Regions from separate parts of the Mus musculus genome. Here region 1 is linked to region 2. The links are chromatin contacts, called in public promoter capture Hi-C maps. All regions are on one chromosome and are shown on one strand. The core of a region is the stretch at or near the end of the contact, and the rest is flanking DNA. Distances in the headings are between cores, read along the strand shown. Region 1 holds the start of Arhgap19 (Rho GTPase activating protein 19). Region 2 holds the start of Tll2 (tolloid-like 2).

The links. Promoter capture Hi-C pulls out the DNA fragments that hold promoters and counts their contacts.
Region 1: a promoter capture Hi-C map of pre-B cells shows a contact between it and region 2, with 6 times the contacts expected there. The contact joins the promoter of Arhgap19 here to the promoter of Tll2 in region 2. A contact is called at or near these places in 4 of 39 promoter capture datasets (cranial neural crest, frontonasal cranial neural crest, hippocampal neurons and 1 more), 2 of 115 datasets of contacts at active chromatin or transcription factors (embryonic stem cells and stem cell-derived neural progenitor cells) and 2 of 9 other capture datasets (embryonic stem cells and macrophages).

Annotation. Positions count from the first base shown.
Region 1 is chr19:41,800,617-41,804,278 of GRCm38.p6, reverse strand. Arhgap19 (Rho GTPase activating protein 19) reads left to right here and starts at 2,195. Exons shown (of 12, transcript NM_027667.3): 1 at 2,195-2,307. The coding sequence starts at 2,252.
Region 2 is chr19:41,205,318-41,209,067 of GRCm38.p6, reverse strand. Tll2 (tolloid-like 2) reads left to right here and starts at 2,294. Exons shown (of 21, transcript NM_011904.4): 1 at 2,294-2,591. The coding sequence starts at 2,423.

The DNA of each region.
Region 1 (3,662 bases), core at 946-3,445, 600 kb before region 2:
ATGCCTAGGTTATAACAGCTAATGCTACATAAATAGCTTTTAAAATGCATTGTTTAGGGAATAACAAGAAAAAGGTCTGTATGCATTCCATATAGACCTTCCCAACTTCTCCCCTGAAAGTTTTAGTTATGATGTTGGTTTAAGACATGGGACCAGGGGCTGGAGAGATGGCTCAGTGGTTAAGAGCATTGACTGCTCTTCCAGAGGTCTTGAGTTCAATTCCCAGCAACCACATGGTGGCTCACAGCCATCTGTAATAGGGTCAGATGCCCTCTTCTGGGGTCAAGGATATACTCATACACAAAAACAAACAAACAAACAAATCTTTAAAACAAACAAACAAACAAGGACTTGGGACCAGCTCTTCTTGGCTGACATTCCCTGCCTCACCTCAGTCTTGTGTTTCAGAGAGTAACTTATTTTATTAGTGTGCATGTGTGTAGGCCTATTCATGAGTATACGCATGAATGTGAGTACATGTGTGGAAGCCAGAGCACAATCTCATGATTCATTCTTCAGATACCTTCAGTATGTGTTATAGTTCTGAAGGGAAAGGCTTCCCCATTACCTTTGGGGATGGAAATGGGGTGGGGGTTAGGGGTGGAGGGGTTAGGGTGGGGGAGGGTTGTTTCCCCCAATGCAAGTGTAACACCATCTCTGCTCCAGCAGGGGGAGATGTCCCCAGTGAAAGTGTTATAGCTCTGCTCAGAGATACTCTGGCAGTCCTGAGCCAAGGAATACCACAAAGTCCCACCCAGCATACAACCAACCTCACACAGGAAACTTACTGCAAGGGGAAACCCGCGGAGGGTGGCGGCCTCTGCTGGGGTGAAAAGCGGCAGAAGCTCAGCGGGTTTTGTATAGGGTTTCTTGGTGGGGCGGGACAGGCGATGAAGACAGAGCTTTCCAGGGTGTCCAGGGAGGGAGTGGTGGGATTTTTGTGGCCTGATTTTGGGGCAATTCTAGGGGTTGGTGGGAATTTTGTGCTCAGGGATTGGTGGGATTCTGTTTCTTGGCCCTGATTTTGAGCTTGGGGTCAAGATAGGGTCAAGGTTGCCTGGTCTGGGGGTCAAGTCAGGGTCACAATGTTCTTTCCCTTCACTTTTTACTCTCTACCATCTATATTTTTTGCTTTTAGAAAAGATTTTATGTGTCTCTGTGCATCTGTGCGCATGTGCCCCGGAGGCCAGCTCTGGAGGCTATAGGAAGGCAATCAGTCCTTTGGAACTGGACTCACTGTCTGGCCCTTGTGAACCTTTCAATGCAGGGAATCAAACTCTAGTCTTCAGGAAAAGCAGCAAGTGTTCTTAGAACCACGGAACCATCTCTAGCTGCCCCTTATTGTTAATTGTGAATTTCATATATCAATACCATGTTTTTTTTTTTTTTTTTTTTTTTTCCACCTGCCTCTGCCTCCCAAGTGCTGGGATTAAAGGTATACGCCACCACTGCCTGGCTTAGTCACATTTTCTTGTTGGCCTGAAGTCACCCAAGGAGGCTTGTTTGGATGACCCAAAATTTGCCTCTCTATTCTAGCCAGTGCTTTTGGTGTCTTTATACTGACTTTCCCCCTCCCCCAAATATGTACCCTGAAGATCAGCCCCTGCATACATACACACACACATACATACATTCATACATAAATACATACATACATACACACATACATATATACACACACAAGAGTTTACTTAGGGTAGCTTACAGGAACGTATGCAATTTACCACTGATTATATACCATTGAAGAAAATGCCTTTTCTTCCCTTTTACTAAGCCTATGGATCTTGGGGGTGGGGTGAATGGGGGTTTAAGTGAGTGAGGGGTGATGAGCCCTTTTCCCTAGCAACCGTTAACTGCCTACCGAACTGGGGGATGGGCAGGGCCTCAAGAACCTTTTCTCTTCAAGTGACTTTAAAAACCGACAGTTTTGTAACTCAGAGATTTACCTAGCGGGGAGGGGAGCGCAGCCAGGAATTTGTGACTTGATCCGCGGAACTACATGGGTTAATCAAAACGAGAAACTACATCTCCCGGTAGGCCTCGGGCAGGTGTTTCTCCTGCCCTTTCGTTGGTTCTGTGCTACCAATGACAGTTAGATATTTGAATAGACCAATAGTAGCATGGAACGGTTCTTATTTAGGCGGGGCCATAGGTTCGTCCAATCGTACAGGACTTAGAAAACCATCCTAGCCAATCTAAGGGCTAAGGGGCGGTGCCTGAGGCGGGGCTGCAGACCAAGCTGCCGCGGAAGATGGCGGCTGAGGCGCCGAGTGGAGGGGAGGCGCCGGTCTGCGACTCTGGCCGGAGGTGAGCCAAGTTTTCCGTCCTGCTGCCTAGGAGACGGGACTGTGGGCTAGCGATGTCGCCGCCCTGCCCTTGAGTCACCGTGGTCCACAGGCCCGGGCTTTGTTCCTCTCTCCCGTGGTGTCTACGCCGACGCGCCTGCGGGGGCTGAGGCGGGTCTTTGCGGTCCGTGCTTCCCGCTGCGCTGCTCTCCGCGAGTCCCACGGCCGTGTGTGGAGCCCTCCCGACGCTCTGGCTGCAGACCCCCGGGCCACGGTCATGGTGTCTGCCCTGGCGCCGAGCGTTTTGAGTGGCAACTGAAGCCCAGAGCGGTTTAGAGAATCCCACAACGCCCCGGGAGCTTTAAATGTCCTTCGTGACAGCCTCTGCGCTTTACTCAGAGCCGCGACTTGAGTGATGGTTAAAAGGGATTTTTGTCCCCTAAGCTGGCTGACCTTTCTCGGCTTCAGCCTTCTTCTGTAAATAAACATAACGATACTTATTTCAGAACCTGGACGGGATGACACAACCTATTTAAAGCGCATAGCACCCATCCTGGCAAACACTTCAAAATACGATAGATTTTTATGTTTCCTTGAAATTGTGATCTCATTTCTTCTTTCTGGAACGAGTACTGTCCCTGTCATAAAGTCGAGCCTTTCTTAACCGATTACAAACAAATATTTGGAGTCTGACACACTCCAATAGAATGAGATTACTTACATTGTCAGAGAGTATGATCAATGCTATGCTTTGGTACGGAGTTAGTACAGAACAGAAGAACCAAGAATTTTGGGAAACCGAGTTTGTGAGCCTGATTTTTCCTGAGCCCTGATGGGCTTGTGTGGGTATTGTTACTGTTTTGTATGGAGGAGTTTTCCACTCTTTGACCTTTTATTTCTCCCGGGAACTGTGCCCGTGGGTTGATAAATGTCATTAGATTATCTCTCCTCCGACTCGAAAATCCTGAATTGTAATGAAAATGAGGACAAATGAAATACTGTTCTACAGCAAGAGGACTTAGAATTCTTCCTTGAGGCTGCTGTCAACTGAATGTAAAATTTGAAACTGTTAACTATCTGACCAACACAGTTTTCTCTGAATCTGAAACCCTCTATTGTCGTTACTGAGACAGGTTCTTGCTAAGTACCTCGGCTGGACTGGAACTCCCAGTCTCGTTTCAGCTACCCGTGTACTTGTCAATTGCATATTGCAGGGGATTAGTCTGGGGGTTCTTGTGAGGCTTATTTATTTATTTATTTATTTTTGAAACAGAGTCTCTCATGTAATCCAGGGAACCCCAATCTTGAGCTTCCGAACCTCCTTCCTCTGCCTCCCAAGTGCTGGAATTACAGGCATATGCCACCAAGCCCTGTCTT
Region 2 (3,750 bases), core at 1,045-3,544:
ATGATACAGGTCTATAATCCCATCACTTAGAAACCGAGTCAGGAGGATTACAAGTTTGCGGTCACCTTGGCAAGAGTGTCTCAAAAGAGGAAGCAAGTGTGGCGCGTGCATTTACTCCCAGCTCTTGGAAAGCAGAGGCAGGAGGATCTCTGAATCTGAGGCCAGCCAGAGCTACATAGAAACCCTGTCTCAAAAAAAAAAAAAATCCATATATCCATATTAGCTTGCTATGAGAGAAATGTGTGTAATGGTGTAATGGAGCTGTAGACGTGTTCAAAGTATTGACCATTCAAAGTATTGACTCTTCAGTCATTCCCATCTGAACTTCCTGACAGTTCCAACATTTGCTGCTTAACCTATTGGTCAACAGCCAGAGAAACATCCAAACAAGCCTCACACAGAGCTGAGTAGCGTGCTTATCTACGAGCATGGGTCTTCAAAATATTTGGATAAAGGGAATTGATGAAAAGACTGGCAGCTAACCCACCCGGTGGCGATTAGGGGCAATAAAGGCTCCAGCTTATGTGCTTGCCAAAGACCAGCCTCTAATGTCTGCCTTCCAGAATTCTCTGTTAATGAGGAAGCCAATTGGCTGTTTTCTTAGGGCCATCTGGAAGCCTGGAAGTGTCACAGAAGTTTGTTAGCCCTTTAGATGTCGCTTTTGTGGCCTTATCTATTGACAGGTGGTGACCTTCACTGGGTGCATATAGCGAACTGTGGCGTTGGGTTTGACTCCCTCCAGCAGTCAGGCAGAAGTGCCATCCAACCTCCTCCACTGATGCTCTATTTTAGTGGCCACTTGGCCTTCCTTGCCATTTGGTGCCAGCTCTTCCTCTCAAGTCCCCTCCTCTCACCTGCCAGTTCTAGCAGATCTTGCCTAACCTGACTATAACTTCCGTGCTCATTTGATGACAGCCTCAGACAGGGTCAGCCCTCCATTACTAAGTGAGATTCAGAACAAAATAAAATGCTTCGTGAAACACTTTTCTTTGGTTAATCACTACCTGTCCTGGTTTGAAGAAACTGTTGTTCTAGTTAATAGATAAGGCAGATGATGATAGGATGAGACATTTGGAGCCTGGTGTAAAGCCCAGCTTTGGACTGCTTTGTCATTTAGCAGCTAGGAAACCATGTGGTAACAAGCCCCAAAGAGAAATTTAGTCCACCTTTCTTCCTGCAGTTAATTTAAAAAAACAAAAACAAAAAACAAAAACTCTGGATGTGATGCACTCACAAATCTTCACAGCACATTGACGTGCTATAATGCTTGATTAGGGCAATTTACTTGTATAAAAGGATCTTTGAAAATCCTTGCGGTTAATAATGTATGTCAGAGTGGATCAGTTCTGACAGTTTTTTTAACATTGAAGGTACATCACATAAGCGAGTTTCAAATAACGTCTGATTATCTCCCTAAATAATCTGGGTGCATGTTTTTCACTGGCACAAAAATAACCAGATTTAAAGAATCGCTCATTTTTATTTTATCAAACTAACGGCAAGGCTTGCTTGGTATGTCTGTAACTTTAAATAACAGTGTTGCTCATTTGTGAGTCTTTGACTATCAAAAGCATCCCAATTGGGACAGTTTTACTGAAGGATAAGCTCATCGTTATCCATCCTTACAAGTCCCACCCACAACTTCGGGTTTGGTGGGTGCTGCAGCACGCACCTGTGCTGGTGGGACCAGGGCTGTTGAAAGAGTGGAGAGAATCCTGCTCATTCCCCCCTCCTCGCCCCCTTTGCTGAGGCATGTGAGACACACTGCATTCTGCAGAGAAACGAATTTCGAAAGCACGAAGTTGGCAGCAGCGAGGTGTCCAGGACTACTCACACACACCAAAGCTGCTGGCCCTCCTGCGTCCTGCCACGCGTGCATCTGGGAGTTGTGAAATGAGTTACTAGAAGGAGGTAGGGCGCGAAGTCTAGCCTCAATGTTGAGCAGTGTTGCGCGCACCACAGTGTCAAAACAAGATTGCATTCGGCCAGGTGGGCGTGCGCCCCGGGGAGCCCAACACTTGTCAGCATCTTCGGTTTGCTTGGGTTCCTCCGAAGTTACGGAGGTGCAGGGAAGAGGAGGGGCCTCGCCTAGGACGCATAAGTGATTGGCTGTCCGGGGCCCTTGGAGAGGGCGTGTGGTCCAGCCCTGGTGGAGAGGGGCGGAGCGGCCACTGTTCCTACCGCTGCCGCCGCCAGCACAATCACAGCCACCGCAGCCTTGGCCTCTGGGCAAGTCGTGTTTAGCAGCGGCTTCCCGGGTGTCCAGGCCGGACGAGAACGCCTTACTGGGCTTGCTTGGTACCCTACCGGTGCCTGGCAGCCAAGCAGCAGCCACCACAACCGACCCTGTACGTGGTGTCTCTCTGGATCCGAGCTTTCTGTGCAGGTTAAGTCCCTCGGGCCCCGCCGACCCCTTGCCACTATGCCCCTTGCGACCACTCTTGGCACCCTGGTGCTACTGTTGCTGCTACCGCTGCCCCGCGGTGCTGAAGTGACTGGGGACCATTCGAATGTCGCCTTGGACTACGGAGCCTTGGAAGGCGAGGAGGGCACGGAGCAGCAGCTGCATTACCACGACCCCTGCAAAGCTGGTAGGTACCACCGCTGGCTGTCCTAGTCTCCGGGCAAGTCGGGCTGAAGTTTGCCTTTGAAATGCAAATGAGGGGTGGGCAAGGCGGGCCACTCCGCTCCTGAGAGATGTCCCCGGCTCCCGCGGGAGGGGGAGGACAATGTCTGCGGGAAACTGCTTTAGTACTCCTCCAAGTCCAGGAGGACATCCTGGTCCCAGGTTAGCAGTGCACATCGGGTGGCGGCCGCAGGATCGGTCCCATAGGGAATTCTGGCGGATGTGGAAAGCAAAGCCTGTGTGGTGCACGGTGGGCTCGGGTCGCCTGTCAGCCTCTAGGCACCCGCTACCTCCAGACACTGCAGGAGTCGAGCCTGGCTGGGCGCGGCGCTCCAGGCTCTGTCCGATGGAGTAGCTGGCTTCATCGGAGTTCACAGCAGTTGGAAGTTTCCCGCGAAGTTTCCAAGATCTGTAGTTACTCTTGGGAAGAGATTAGAAGACAGACAAAAAAGCTTCACAGGACAGAAGGAAGAGTCCCCTAGGGAGAACGCCCACGACTTGAATTGCTCCAGCTTCCCCCCCACCCGTGCCCCTACCCCCGCAGTCTCCTCAGCACCCGACTGAGATGGAAGTCAGCAGGTGCTCTAATTCCACCAGGAAGCTGCGCCCCAGGACTGCACCGGGCACGCCAGCATTTGAGCACAAACCTTTGCCCCAGCTACAGGGCCTGCTTCCCTCCAGCTACTAACCCTGTTTTGGGATGTGCGGCAAGAGATAGATGGGGGGTGATAAAGCATCCCAGCAAAGGTTACTAAGTATCTGTCCGCAAAGGACCCAAACGTATCAAAGTCAAGAGCAGTTACTAGCTGGGACCCAAGCAGGTGCAGGACTCAGACTACCTTGAGGCTGCTCCTGGATGGTGGCCGAGAACCCGTTAGTAGTGTTTTCCTTTGTCCATTGCCCAACCTGATTGATTCGCTTCTGGTGTGCAAAAATAAGGGATAAGAGGCCTTGAGGATACTTGAGGCGATCAGAGTGGTTCCTCTGGGCACAGTGGCCCATCAGGTCTGGGCCATTTCATTCCCTCAGTTCATAGAGACTTCTCTCAGCCTCAGGCTCCTCATCTCTAAAATGGAAGAAGGTAAACAGAGGACTTGGGTGGGAATTTCTTGCCATTGGAATCA